2 separate regions of the Hordeum vulgare genome follow, and region 1 is linked to region 2. Evidence: chromatin contacts called from public Hi-C data. All regions are on one chromosome and are shown on one strand. The core of a region is the stretch at or near the end of the contact, and the rest is flanking DNA. Distances in the headings are between cores, read along the strand shown.

Region 1 (6,742 bases), core at 2,062-4,561, 280 kb after region 2:
AAAGAAAAACACTTCTTATCTATAGTCTCGTAACAAGGCAACGCCAGACCACACCATAACTGTAGATTTCAGTTCAATCCCACGGTGGAGACATCAAACTTTAGCCCTTGTGTTTATAATATAATAAATGTTAATTCCTCTCCGCCGATACTAACCACCCGTATGTCACGCATGCATGATTGCATATCCCTTGTATTTCTCATCTGATCCGTCTTTCCCGTTCCCCATCCTCGTTTCTTCCGCATGCACCTCCCTCTGAGATCGCCATCAACATTGTCGCCTCTATTCAACCTGATGCACACCATGATTCCTTCACACCTCGTTGCTGGCCACACTATCCACCGCACGGCCAGATCTAAATCGAAACCCATGCAGAAAAATAGAACTCATTATATGTGTGCAGAAAAATAGAACTAATCAATTTGGATATAATTAGTTTGCAGAACACAATGACGCACCTGCATGTCGGCAATAACTATTGTCAATTTCTAGTTTCTGTTTTTTATGCTTTCACTTGGCATGACTTACGTTGATATCGAATGAAATTGATGCTTCGAGATATCCATGGTTCCTAATCTGATATACGATTTACCTCAATATAACCATGCTTTGAAATATTTATTCTTAAGCATATGTATTTTGAGCATTCTTTCTAGTACTAGTTGTTGCTTTCCATTTCCAATTATTATGCATCATTCGTAAATTGTTTATGCTTCAAAGATTCTTAAAGGTCTTCCAATTATCCATGCTTCGTAAGCATCATATTTATGCTTGGTAAATTGTTTATGCTTCAAAGATTTTTTTCATTAACCTCTTCATGCAAAACATATCGGCGGCTGCTACCCATCATCCGACTGATCCCCACACGGGATAAGTCGCCTTGCAAGCCTTGAGATGCAAAGGACCACATCCCTTGGATCGCTTCTAGTACCACACCTAATGCACGCGGCATGTCCCGCCCATGCAGTATCCATACCTTGCAGTACTGCTACTGCGTTCTTCTCCAACATCGCCTGTTCGTCGGTGCGCTACTGTGACTCGCAATAGCTCGCCATGGCAGCATCGATGGCTTAGTGATACTCCATTCCAGCATTGGCTAAGATCTAACATAGAACCGACGGGCCCGGAGGCGCTCCATTGTAGCTCCCATCTAAGCATCGACGACCCGACAGCGCTCCATTGCAACATGGACTACCCGACGGCGTTCCATTGTAGCTCCATCACAACATCAACGGCCCCGACAATGCTCCATTGCAGCTCCCATCGAAACATTGACGACCCCTGTGGCGTTCCATTGCAGCTCACCGTGCGCCCCAACGATGCTCCATTGCGGCATCACGCGCCCCGACGATATGATCCGGCCATCACAGCACAACCCCGGTTATGCTTCATTGCAGCAGCCATGAGTGTCAGCTATTAGCTCGCCCGCAACGTAGGAGATAGCTCACCTTGCAACACCATTGCTGATGTAGGCGAGCGGCGTCACAATCTCCACCGGTTGGCCTCGTAGCACCAGTGCTCCCGTTCGTTGACTGGCTTGGTAGCACCCGTCGGCGCAGCGGTCTGCAACACAAGGAGTGATTGCAGCTTCGATGGTGCCGCGGTGAATCACTCTCTCATTGAAGCAGGAGATGCGTTCTCCACTTGCAACAGGTGCAGGACCTTGTGCATGCAGGTAGTTGGAGGAGTGCCTCTCACCAGTCTCACGTTGGTTGAGAGAAAGTGAATCGGAGAGCATTGGCTAAGAGGAAAAGCAGAGCGGGGAGGATTCAGTCAAGGAAAAGACGATGCAAGATGAGACGGAGGAGACGGAAGAGGGAGTGGGCCAATGACAAACCAGTCATTGGGCTGACGAGAAAACGGGGACTGGGAGGGCCTGGCCTGATCATTGGGCCAGGCCTGGGCCTGAAAAGTAGGCCCTAGCAGTTATTGGGGCCGGGCCTGGGCTTCAAGAATAGAGCAAAAATCGGCCCGGCCAGCCCTCTCGCAGCAAACAATCAAGAGCCCAACAGCCCGAAGGAAACCCTAGACCAGTCTCCACGACTCCATCAAAACGCACCGCACGCCTCGAGGCTCCAGCGGTCCAGCCCCTCTATCCTCTCTCCTCTGCGCGTGTTACATGGCGGCGGTGGCCGATCCATCTCCAACCTAAGCCTGCACCGCCGGCCGTCCATCTGCCTCTCCCCAACTACAGCGCCGGCGGCCGTCTGCCTCTCCCCAACTACACCGCACCCGCCTCGTCCTACCTCCAGCCACCGCTTCCGTCGCGTTCTGCTCGCCGGTCGCCACATCTACCACCGCACGGAGCAGGACGAAACCCCGCCGGTCGCCACATCTCCTTCACCAAGCCGGACGAAGCCTCGCCGGTCGCCACATCTCCTCCACCAAGCCGACCTCCTCCACCAAGCCGGACGAATGTAGTTTCTTGCTGCTGTACATAGAACAATGGTAGATGATTTTGCTGGTGTACATGAATATAAGTGTGAATGTGTAGATGATTTCGCTGTTGTATAATGATAGACGATTTCTAAAACAATGGGTATAGTTGCTGCTGTTGATATAGATTTCTTGATGTTGATATAGATTTGACATGGATCCGCATGAACTAGAAGGCCTAGAGGGTGCTGAACCAGATGAGTAGAAGAAGTGGAGAAGGCATGTCGAGATGTAACCATCCACGATCCAACATTTTGTAGAGTTCTATGAATTGACTATCTGGCCTGTAATAATACATTTATGCATTTATGTTTCTACAAACTCGAAACTGGAATGTTTTGATACTTTTTGATGCGAAAACAATGCTCTTTACTGCTGTTTTGGTGTTGCTGTGCTGCTATCTATTCTGTTTATTTTTCTGGACATGTACTTTCATTATAATGTCAAGGGCCTTTGGAAGGGCTTAGGGCTTTCGGACTTTCTGCGTTGGGAGGGCATGGGCCTGAGAAACGTAGTATTTTCATGGGCCTGGGTCTTATCTGCACGCCTTGGGCTTGTTGGGGCCTGGGCCGAGGCCCGGCCCGGCCCGGCCCATGGCCAGATAGACGCGCACGCAGCGGTTTATTCTAGCGACGGATCAGTCGGCTGAAATAAAGAGTTTTCCAAACATATCACTCGTGCATGGAGTCATAAGTTGTTTTTTCATTAACTTTAGTCTTCTACTAGTTCTCTTCGACTTTAATTAGTTCTCTTCAACTATAAATATTTAAAAACAAAAAAAATCATTTATCTATAATTTTTTAACCAGGTTCCCGCGGCAGCGGGGCATCATCCAGTACCGACAGAAGTCAAGATTTTTCCGTGCCAAATGAGAAACAGACTTCCTACGTGAGTAGTTCTCCAAACAGCGAAAAAGGAGGGGAATGACTACTTGCTCTAATCCCCCTCCTTGCCCCCCGCCGCCCTTGATGACCTTAGCCGGGGCTTCACGCCGCCGGCGAGCATCTTGTTCCCATCCGCCTCTCCCTCTCATAGCCATCGTCCTCCTACTCGTCTTCCCAACTCCTCCCCGCACTTACGCGCTTCGCGTCCCACTGCGCGAGGTCGCCTCCCTCCTCTCCCTCTCCCACTCCCTCCTCACCCGCATCGCGGTCGCCCGCGCCGACCGCGGGGACGCCGCTGCCGCTGCCCGTGCTCGCCGAATTGCCTCGCACCTATCCCTTCTCTCCTCCCGCGGTGCGTGGGCCCTCGGCTGGGACTACCTCCGACACTACGCTTTCTCCTCCGTCGCCGGATGCGGCTTCTCCTGCGCCACTGCCGCCGCCCGCCTCCTCGCCGCTGCGGCGGAGGCCTCGCGCCTAAATTCACCCGTCGATGCGGCCCAGTGGCTGCGCCGTAATTACGGTGACCTCCTATCGGCCGCTACTCAGCTCCTAAACGGCCTCCTCTCTGCCTTCTCCGAGCAGGTACATGATTTGGTCTTCTTCTTCTTCTTCTTCTTCTTTGAGAAATAACTTGGTGACTAGGTCATCCAACGAATCATATTGCAATGCTCACTCGGTAAATATGTATATTTGTGTTTAGGGGCCGCTAAGGGAGGTGGTGTTGGATCTGAAGTGGGAGGTGGAGGAAGGGGGGTTGCTGAAGGATTGCCTGCAGGTGGGAGCGAGAGATTTGGAGGGCTTGCTTATCATTGCCAAAGATCTCATGTTTGGTGCTTCAAGGGCTTCTTCAGGCCACAGTGAACTCTGAGGTTTGATGACACCTTGTGTTTCACTTCTCTTTCCTTTGAACTATCACATTCCTGCTTATTTGCTTTCAGTTTAGAATTTTGGATCCTATAGCGGTTATACATCCTACCACGGAATCAAATCAGCATCCCGTTACTGATAAGCATTTGAGAGAGTGGATGTGTGAACAATGTAGGATGCATAGTCCATACATGACCTCTTGGCTGTTGAAACTAATAGTAATTGCAGAGTATTTTGGAGCATGTTCTGTTTTGTAGTTGAAAATAGGTCTTCGAAAGATCCAGCAGATTACTGGCTATAAATTATAAGCAGATAACCCTTCTTGCAGTAGCTGAACATACGTGATCTGTCCCGTACAAGAATCACTAACCATACTACCATATCCAAGCAGGTGAGTCCTAACCAAGAAAGTGCAGCTAGTCCATTCTGTCCTCCACCGATGGAGAATGCTTCAGATCAAACAGTTCACCTACACAATTAAAGCTGCTCCGGTTTGGCGACTCTGCATACAGCGCATCATGTTAAGCTATCTTATCTCTTCGGAAAAAGGTTAAGCTGCCTTATCATGTCCAGTTGTTCATGAGCAGAAAAATTAATCCTGCTGTTTAATGACATTATAGCTTTAACTGTGGTTGTAATAGTCTAATAAAATTGTGTTCCTTGTGTCCATTCTGCCTCAGTTGACTTTGGAGTGCTGCTTTTGCTAAGTGATACCTTTTAGATGGTTGCAAGACTTTTGTCACTAGTGTCTTTTCCATTTCAGGATCCATATAAGCATTTTCCTGTTAAAAAACAACTTTGTTGCAAAGTAGATTTTTTTATTTTAATAAATTACGAGATTCCCTTTATTTCAGGTCCTTCATCCATAGGAAAGAATTCTAAAACTAAAGACTAATTGACCTACAACATCTACCATGGGCAACTGCTTGCACAGCGCACTATTTATGCTTTCCTCTTTCTTTCCGAAGTCCAAACACCAGTTCTTGACTGTCGTTGTTTTAACTCCTCACCAGTCCTGAAATGACCACGTTTCTGCTGACATGGCATCCATATGCGTGGAGGGAATACATCAGCTTGTGTGTGCCTGACTGCCTGGTGCCCTATTAGCAAACATGCCCACATCTCTAAGAATACCTATTGTGTTGCTACCATTATGTGCATAACTGTATATACAGGTTGATACATGGGCCTTCGTGTTACTAAACTTCGGAACCCTCTAGTGAAATCTCACAAGTCATTCTGTTACCTCTCAGATTACCTTGTCAATACAGTACTTCTGAACATTCCACGTGGAAACCTCTTCAGGTATGACCTTGACCTTGTTAGTAAAGTTGAGGAATTTTTAAAATAAAGGTAGTCAGGTTGCACTTTACTAAGTACGTACCTGAGTGTCACGTTCATAATTTGAACTACAGTGCTGAGAAAATCGTGATGTAAATTTGTCATGAATAATGTCAGAGAACAACATATTCAATCACATTTTTATGGCTATAAGGCCATGCAAGATCCACCGGACTTCCTTTCTGGATAATATAACATTGTGATGTAAAAGATACGGGCAGGTAACCCAAAAATAATAACATGGATATAAGTTGTCTCGGTTGAACTTGAAAGACTCATTACACCTTGCAAGGGAAAAGGAAAAAAAAATGAAGCAAATTTAGGAAAGAATAAGCATTTCTTTCGTTTGATCCATGAGTTCAGCTAGATAGTTGAAATGCAAAGCTGCTGTAGTGAAGTTTTTTTCTTTTTGAGGAACCTAGGGAAGAGATATGATCAGTAAATTTGCTGTATTCCTGAGATAACTGCGGATTTTAACTTTGATTTTTTATTAGATTTGCGATTGAGACACCTAATTTAGTTTCCCTTGTTGCTGAAAGGTCACTTTGTTAATTAGTGCTGTTGTTATGTGCCTCCTGTATGATTGATGTACTGCTAGAATTACAGACAGGATGACAAGTGGTTAGTTAAGATTTGTATACCACTTTCAGAAACATAAATGTTGTGTTTTGTGCACTTCTAGCATAGTACGACATCAACATTATTTTCTTGAACCGTATCAACATGCATGTCATTTAATATTAGATGTATTGGAAGAAGGGTGGTGAGAAGGCACAAAATTATACAAACTAACATGAAATAAAATCAATAAACTGAAAAGGCAGCCAAACGAAGTCTATATTATTATTATGAAACCCCTAAAAAACTATAAAAGCCCCCAAAAGAAGAAAGCAAAACCAGGGCAATACTTATACTTCAACAGCTATAGCTGCAGGTCATGGGGGCTCGTATCCAGAGGCAGACTCCTGGTTGCTTTGGCTGCTTTGGCGCCGGTCATCTTCCATCGATCGGTCTCGAGCAAAGTCTCCTCCACAAGGGCATAGTATATCATCATTTATCATCATTTTCCTAGTAATGATGCGCAACTGCAAATTAACGAGCTTGGATTAATTTTGCTTTTTTGCTGAGGTCAAGGTCGCTGTGTTCCATCTATTCCCAACAGTTTTGGTTACTACTCCCTCCGTTCCAAAATTCTTGTCTTTGTTTTTTTCTAA
Region 2 (7,455 bases), core at 3,889-6,388:
AGGACGTTGGGGCCACGCGACGAGAACTGCGCCATCACCGGCGACGGCTTGACGTCCACGACTGTCCTCGACCGCTCCAGGTAAGCGGTTGGGTTCGCGCTGGAGTTGATGTACTTGAGGATGGTGTTGACGTCGGCCATGGAGACTGCCGTTCCCGGGAGCACGTGCGCGTCGACGGGCACCTCGCTGCCGTACATCGGCGGGTTGCCGAGCACAATCGCGGCGCCGCCCGCCCGCTTCACCTCCAGGCCTTTGCCCACCCTCAGCCCGCTCCCCCTCAAGCACACCACGATTTTGCCTCGCACCTTCTTTGGCGAGAGCGAGTTCGGCAGGCATTGGCTGCGTCCAAATACAAAATTTTGTGCCTTGTTCGATTAGCAAGTGACTGGTAGTACAAGTGCTGTATATATTTTTAAAGAGATTTCAGTACTTGGTAACGTTGGCGGGAGTGCCAGGAACCACGGCGTGTGCTGCATAAACCATTGGATACGTCCGGTTCGCCGGCAGTTGATACGGCGTTACCGTTTGACCCTGATATGGAGGTACGGCAAATCACGCGTCAGTCATTTTAGAGGAAAACAAAAAACAACGTACCTTACGTGACATGAAACTTCTTAGTCGCTTACCATGATCACCATGCCATTGCCAAGCCTGATGGGCGAGTTGAAAGAGCGGTCGATGCTGCTGGCGCCGACCGTGAGTATCCACGGCGCAAGGTTGGACACGGTGGCCGGCGCGGGGCCAGAGTTCCCGCCGCTGCACACGACGACCACGCCGTGCCTGGCTGCGTGCAGCGCGCCGACGGCGATGCCGTCGTCCGGCAGCCGTGGAGGCTTCCCGGAGGACCCGATGGAGACGCTCATCACGTCGACGCCGTCGCCGACCGCGTCGTCCATGGCGGCGAGCATGTCGGCGTCGAAGCATGTGTTCTCGATGTTTGGGTTGGGCCCCGGGATGGGCCAGCAGACCTTGTAGATGGCGAGGCGGGCGAGCGGCGCCCCGCCCGAGGCCGCGCCGGCCGCGAACCCCCCGAGCGCCGCCACGCCCGGCACGGCCCGGCCCGCGACGGTGGACGCGGTGTGGGTGCCGTGGCCGTCGTGGTCGCGCGGCGAGCGGTACGCGTTCGTGGCGTTCAGCCTGCCGTGGTGGGTCTCGTAGGCCTTGAGGTAGTACCGCGCGCCGATCACCTTCCTGCGTGCCGGTGTACGTACGTATGAACTTTAATCTCTCTATGGTGGTGTTTGTTTTCAGGACTTTTTGGTGTAGGGACTAAAAAAAGTCCTATGTAAAACAAACAGAAGGGACTTTTAGGGACTAAAGTGGGGTGTTTGTGACTATTTGAAGAAGTACCTATGTAAGGGACTTTTTGGGACTTTTTGGCATTTTTTCCAACAATGTCCCTACTTTTAGCATGTAATTTAATAACTACTACTACATTACTAAGGATAACATGGTCTTTTTACATATCATTTAATGACCTCTAGTCTCTATTTAGTCCCTGAAAACAAACGGGTAAGGACTAGGGACTTTTAAGTTGGGACTAAAAAAAAGTCCCATGACTTCTCAAACAAACAGGCCTATATCTAACAAACGTGTGGACAAGCACAGTGACGCAAAGATGAGGTTAACAGTCATCTGATTTGGCCTATGAAATAACAGCTGAGTAAACAAGTTTGCATAATTGCGCGTCAAGTTTTCTGCAGCTCTCGAGGGAGCAACATCTGACGCTTTCAGACTGACTGGGATCTCGTTTTACACGGACTGCGAGGAAGGCGTCACGGGATGCTACCTAATCTGCTGCCGCAGCTGCATCATCAGAGAGAAAACTACTCTACCGCAGACTGTTTGTACGTCTGCTGCTAAGACCATCTCCAACAGGCGCCTAAAAAACGACTTTATCGTGCGCTGGTCGTCTGGTTTTGCGCGTCGCGCAGCGCTGGCTCCAACAGCCGCGCTATAATGCATCGCGCACGCCGCTCCAGCAGTGCCCAAAGATGCAGCTCGCACAATTTTTTTTAATAAATAGATTGCATTTAAATAAAAAAGATACAAAGTTATTTTACATAGATAGCAACTAGATAGGTAGTTCGAAAACATAGATAGATAGTTCGGTGCTAGATAGTTTGATAAAAAAAATACTAATCCTAGTCGCTCCAGTCATCTGCATCACCATTGTCGTCGGTGTCGTCGGAGGTTGACAGCCAAATGTCAAACCATCGTTCATCTTCTTCAGTGAAGAAGGAACTCCCGCCTGCATTGACGAGGTCGGCATGCGCACACGCCAAAGCCTTCCGACGACGTCTATCCAACCGCTCCTCGCGGCGCCGGCGCGTGTCCTCCTCGCGACGCCGGTCCCAGTACTCCTGCTCGTAGGCGACGTCTTCCGGGTGGCGCCGGCGCCACTCCGCCATGACCCGCTCGTCCTCCTGGGCGACGAGGAGGTGGCGCTGCATCGCAGTGTGCTCCGCACGGTCTTGTGCGGAGTTAAGGCGAGGCGGCGGGGCGAGGTCTAATGCCTGCTGGAGCGTGCGGACGTCGGGGAAGTTCATCTGCAGTCGCGGCCTGCCTAGGCGCCACGCCGCCGCGTCGAACGCGCGGGCGGCCTCGTGCGTCGTGTCGTACGTGCCGAGGCTCAGCCGGAGATCGCCGGAGCGTATCTCGGCGTAGAACCCGCCGTTGGGGCGCTGGCGAACGCCGCGGTAGCCCGATGCAGACCGGCGGCGCGGCGGCATGGTGGCTCGTCGGCGGCGGTGGCAGCGCGAGAAGGGAGAGAGAGCGCGGCGCGAGAGGCAGGGAGAACGCGACGGCGGCGCGAGCGGCAGAGGAAGAGAGAAGAGAGAACGCGGCACGAGAGGCAGGGCAGCGCGCTGCCTTTTATGGCACGCGCGGGACGCGGCGCCGCAAAAATGACGCACGGGCTGCCGCCTTTTCGCGCGCGCTAGCGGTTCCCTCGCGCGCGGTTTTTTCCCGCCGCCGCTGGAGCGCGCATTTCAGTCCCGCGCGCGGTAAACTGGCGTTTTTTAGCGTGCGCGGCTTTTTGCGCGCCTGTTGGAGATGCTCTAAGCCATGCAGGCAGAGATTATAAAACAAGCTGTGCACTGCAGCCCTGCAGGACTCGGCCGGCAAGGCGCCAAGCTGGAGTCTTGCTCCCGAGCTGGCCCGCCATCTCGGGTTTTTGTTCGGACGTCCACGGTCTGGTCCCGGTTGAAGCGTGCAGCCACCCACGCCGGAGATTCTAGTTTGGATACATCGACGTCGTGGACTGGCTTGGCTATGTGTGTGTGTGCGCGCGCGTGGTGGTTCTCCTTTGGTCGTCAGTCGTCACTGTCTTGTCATCGCAATCATAGGTTGATGCACTGCATGTATGTCTGCCTTTTGTTTTGTTTTGTTGTCTTAGTTCGATATTGTTCTGATTTTTAGTTTGACGAAGTGATCGATATCCATATGGTCACACGATGGAATACGGCAAGAGGCCGTGCATATGTCCCCTATTTCCAGCAAGAATATACTAGCCTGAATAGACCGACCAACCAATCTTCCAGCAATAACAAGGTACCCATGAAGTATGAATTTGTATGTGATAAACTACTAATACCAGCTAAAAGAACTAATACAAGCTGATTATTATACCCTAAAAACATACTACAAGTAATAGCTGACCTGTTGCAGGAGGAGGCATTGAAGGAATCTCCTCCTTGACACACTCCCTTCCACCGCGCGGGCACTGGCCCTAGCCCTTCGTCGCCGAAGCTCCTCGACTCCGGCCAAATCCCTGTAGTGTCAAACAATCGCTTCTTGTCAACGCAGTTCAGTTTCACTCCCCGTGTTTGCCAAAGCAGTTCGGTAGTATTCAGTAGAGCCTTCTCACCGGAGTCCAGCATGCCTACGATGACATTCTCGCCGGCGTGAGCGCCGGACGGCAGCCAGTCCCCGCTGTCCAGGCCTCGGAACCCTTCCTCCAAGCCCACAAACTCCCAAGACCTCGTGGTGTGTGGGGACCACCTCCCGTCGCTCCGAAAGGTAGACACCACCTCAGTCCTCTCTGCAGGAGCAGGAAACTCCACATGCATGGCATGAGCCAGACGAACAAGGACATATACCAACAGTGATAGACAAATCACAATACAGTATTACTCCCTTTTAGAGATTCCACTAAAAGACTATACACGGAGCAAAATAAGTGAATGTATATTCTAAAATATGTCTATGTACATGCGTATGTAGTTCATAGTGTAATCTCTAAAATGTCTTATATTTAGGAACGGACGGAGTATTTATCGTGCATCCATTTTTGAGAAAATCCCTGGTGTCACTGTAGACACTACCTGAAAGCTTTGTGGCTTCATCATCGGAGAGAAGAGCCGCGAAGCCATTCAGGCTGTGCTTGTAGCTGTACAGCAGCGACGCCCGCGCCTCCTCCTCGCTGGTGAACGAGGGAAAAAGAGCGCGTGAATGGTTAGCTGCGACTTGTACACGAAGCCGGACTCGCTAGTATCCCAGTATCCGGCGCTGCCACTGCCACATGTATGTACGCAACTACGCATGCATGCATTCATTAATGGCTGTGTATGTAACGAGTATGTATGTACCTGCCCTTGACGGAGAGGAGGAGGGCATGGTGATCATCAAGGACAGTTTCCTTCGACTTCTCTCCTGCGTGCTCGCCCAGATACACTATATAGACCTGTCCACAACGGCGATATGAAAGTTTAGTAATCCGTCCCTTCTGCAGAGCACGCAGCTCACACAGAATTAAGCGTAGGGAGTTAAGCGAAACAGAAGCATCATGAACGGCAGGACCGTGCCGGCCATGAACTAGTCGAACTAAACCCGTGAGAAATCTGTTGATTAACAGCGAAAAATGGATTGATTGAGATGATGACCTGGCCTTGCTTGGTAGAGGCTGAGGCAGTGAGGAAGGAGAAGAGGAAGAGGAAGAAGAGAAGTCCGGACATGGCCGGTCGTCCGCTGCCTCCTCCTGTCGCCTCCATCGGAACGCCGTATCTCCCTCCGTGTTTCCACGGCTTGGAGGCTGTTTATATATGCACTATACAGAGTTACAGACAGAGGTTCTGTGGCGAGGCGATGGATCGGGCAAAAGGGACACGGTGGAATAGTTTGATTGTCTCTCGCCCTCTAAGACGATACCATCTTTTGCTTCTTGTATTATATTGTTTGTAATTTTTTGCTTTCTTCCCAGTATTCCTTTTTTTCCCTTTTGGAGGAAGAATCTTCCCTAGCCTCAACTTGAAGCTGTGATGACTTATTTAACTTGGATAGTTTGGTCTGGATTGGATACATATACTCTGCATTCTTGGCATTTTCAGCAAGAACAAAAAGAGCTAGTCTGACACTGCAATCGCACCCACTACTGTCTTATCTGTATTTTTACTTTGTTAGAGAAAAGTCACTTGTGTTCTTCACCGCATTCAGGAAAACACACACTTATTATGGTATTACTAATAATATGTGCACCCCGCGTGCAGTGTAGTAAGAATTTTAAGAAATAAGTGTTTTGAAATAGCAGATAAAAGAAAACCAGCTATATCGTCCATATGATGGAGAAATAGTGGAGTTAAATGGAAAGTGTAGGTACAAATTATCTAAACAATATGTGTCAATTTAGTGAGAACACTCGAGGCCAATGGTATGTTAAATGCTTGAGAAGGGCATCTTCAAAGCGGACTCTCAATGTAACCGTCCGGACGTGTTTAGCCATCCAACATGGATGACCACACATATTTTTTTGGTTAATCCGAGACAACTTTGTGTGTGTGTGTGGTGGGGGGTGGGGGGGGAGGGCTTTGTTGGAGTCCGGATAGCATCCATGTAGGGCTTCGACACCCTTGGCCAACCCCCAAAACCCCTTCTCGAGCCCGCGCCTCCATCCCTTCATCTTTGTCTCTTCATCACTTTTATATCTAGCCTGTGTCGTTGCTCCACCACCCTCACTGCAGCGCCACACCCTTGTCAAAACTTGACGAGTCTCTCACCTCCAACTGTACACCTGGGCTCCATGCCACTTCTCCTCCGCCTCCGTCCCAAAACTCTCCTTCGACCGCCTCGCAGGTACCATATGCTCTTATGATACCCACAATGCCCGGCAATTGTTCGGTGAATTACCCAAGCTAATTTCTTCGTCCCTTCTTCTTTGAAGCAATGTATTTGGATACGGAATACATATACGAGCACTATGTTGAAACGTCCGATAAGGAGGACTACACGTATGAGACGGTGATGATGCAGGCAGTCCTTGTAGATGTGGAGCATGCGGAGGAGGATATTCTCAATTTTCAAGGGATCGGTCAACGGTCGTCGAGTGCTCAACTGCAAGAGGGCGCATGTCCATTTGACGCCGATGTACGACTAGTTTTCCCTGGATGCCTTCTTCGCTCACAATATTCACAGGCACTTTCGGATGCGCAAAAACGTTTTCGGTCTTCTCTACCATGGCGTCCAGTCCTTTGATGACTACGTCATCTTGAAGAAAGACGTCATGGGAAGGATTGGGTTCTTTCGTTACCAGAAGTGCACTCACACACTGAAGATGCTTGCATGCACGGCTGTTGAATCGTGGGACTACTACCTATGAATGTTTGAGAGTACATGCGAAGATGCCATGGTCAGGTGTGCAACTGTCGTGGTCGAGGTGTTTCAACCTCAAAACCTGAGAGAAGTAACTTGGTAGACACCGGGAGGATCTTTGAAATCTCGAAAGAAAGAGGGTGGCCAGGTTTAGTCGAATCTCTTGACTATATGCATTGGAAATGGAAGAACGGTCTCAAAGCTTTAGAAGGGCAATACGAGAGTCATGTTTAGAAGCCCACCATCATTCTTAAAGAAGTTGCATCACATGATCTTTGGATTTGGCACGCTTTCTTTGGCGCTACAATGTGCTGCAGCGACCACCATTGTTTGCTAAGATGACTGAAGGAAAAGCTCCTCCTTGCCACTATACTGTTAATCGACATGATTACAACATGGGCTACTATCTGGTTGACGATATCTATCCTATGTGTGTCAACACCATCTCTAACCCAGTTGGACAGAAAAAATATCACTTTGTCGAAAGACATGAAGCGACTAGAAAGGATGTTGAGAGGGTATTTGGAGTTCAGCAAGCACGTTTTGCACTTGTTGGTGGACCTGCTAAAAAAGGGATCTGGAGATCTTGTGGGAGGTGATGACCTGTTGTGTGATCATGCACAACATGATTGTGAAGGATGAGCTGAGGATGCTGCCACAACTCTTGAATTTGAGAACATGGAGGATCCTATCAAACTTTCCGACCAGAATCCGTCTACATTTGAAGAGCTTGTTCAAATGCATCAATAAATTCGGCATCGAGCGACTCATGAGCAACTAAAGGAAGATCTAATTGAGCATTTGTGGGCGGTCAAGGGCGACAACGATGTTGGAGTGTGATATTTAAACTTTTTTAAAATTAGAACTATG

The links. Hi-C and Micro-C count contacts between places; a contact is called where the count stands out from the background.
Region 1: a contact with region 2 is called in a Hi-C map of seedling, with 2.9 times the contacts expected there. The contact joins the promoter of LOC123444330 here to the promoter of LOC123444328 in region 2. A contact is called at or near these places in 2 of 6 Hi-C or Micro-C datasets (leaf and seedling).

Annotation. Positions count from the first base shown.
Region 1 is chr3H:471,144,362-471,151,103 of MorexV3_pseudomolecules_assembly, forward strand. LOC123444330 reads left to right here and starts at 3,312. Exons shown (of 3, transcript XM_045121015.1): 1 at 3,312-3,902; 2 at 4,021-4,189; 3 at 4,579-4,854. The coding sequence starts at 3,360. The coding sequence ends at 4,188.
Region 2 is chr3H:470,858,693-470,866,147 of MorexV3_pseudomolecules_assembly, forward strand. LOC123444328 (subtilisin-like protease SBT5.6) reads right to left here and starts at 5,139. Exons shown (of 10, transcript XM_045121014.1): 1 at 4,884-5,139; 2 at 4,590-4,684; 3 at 4,326-4,423; 4 at 3,869-4,042; 5 at 3,661-3,772; 6 at 627-1,191; 7 at 431-531; 8 at 1-339. The coding sequence starts at 4,991.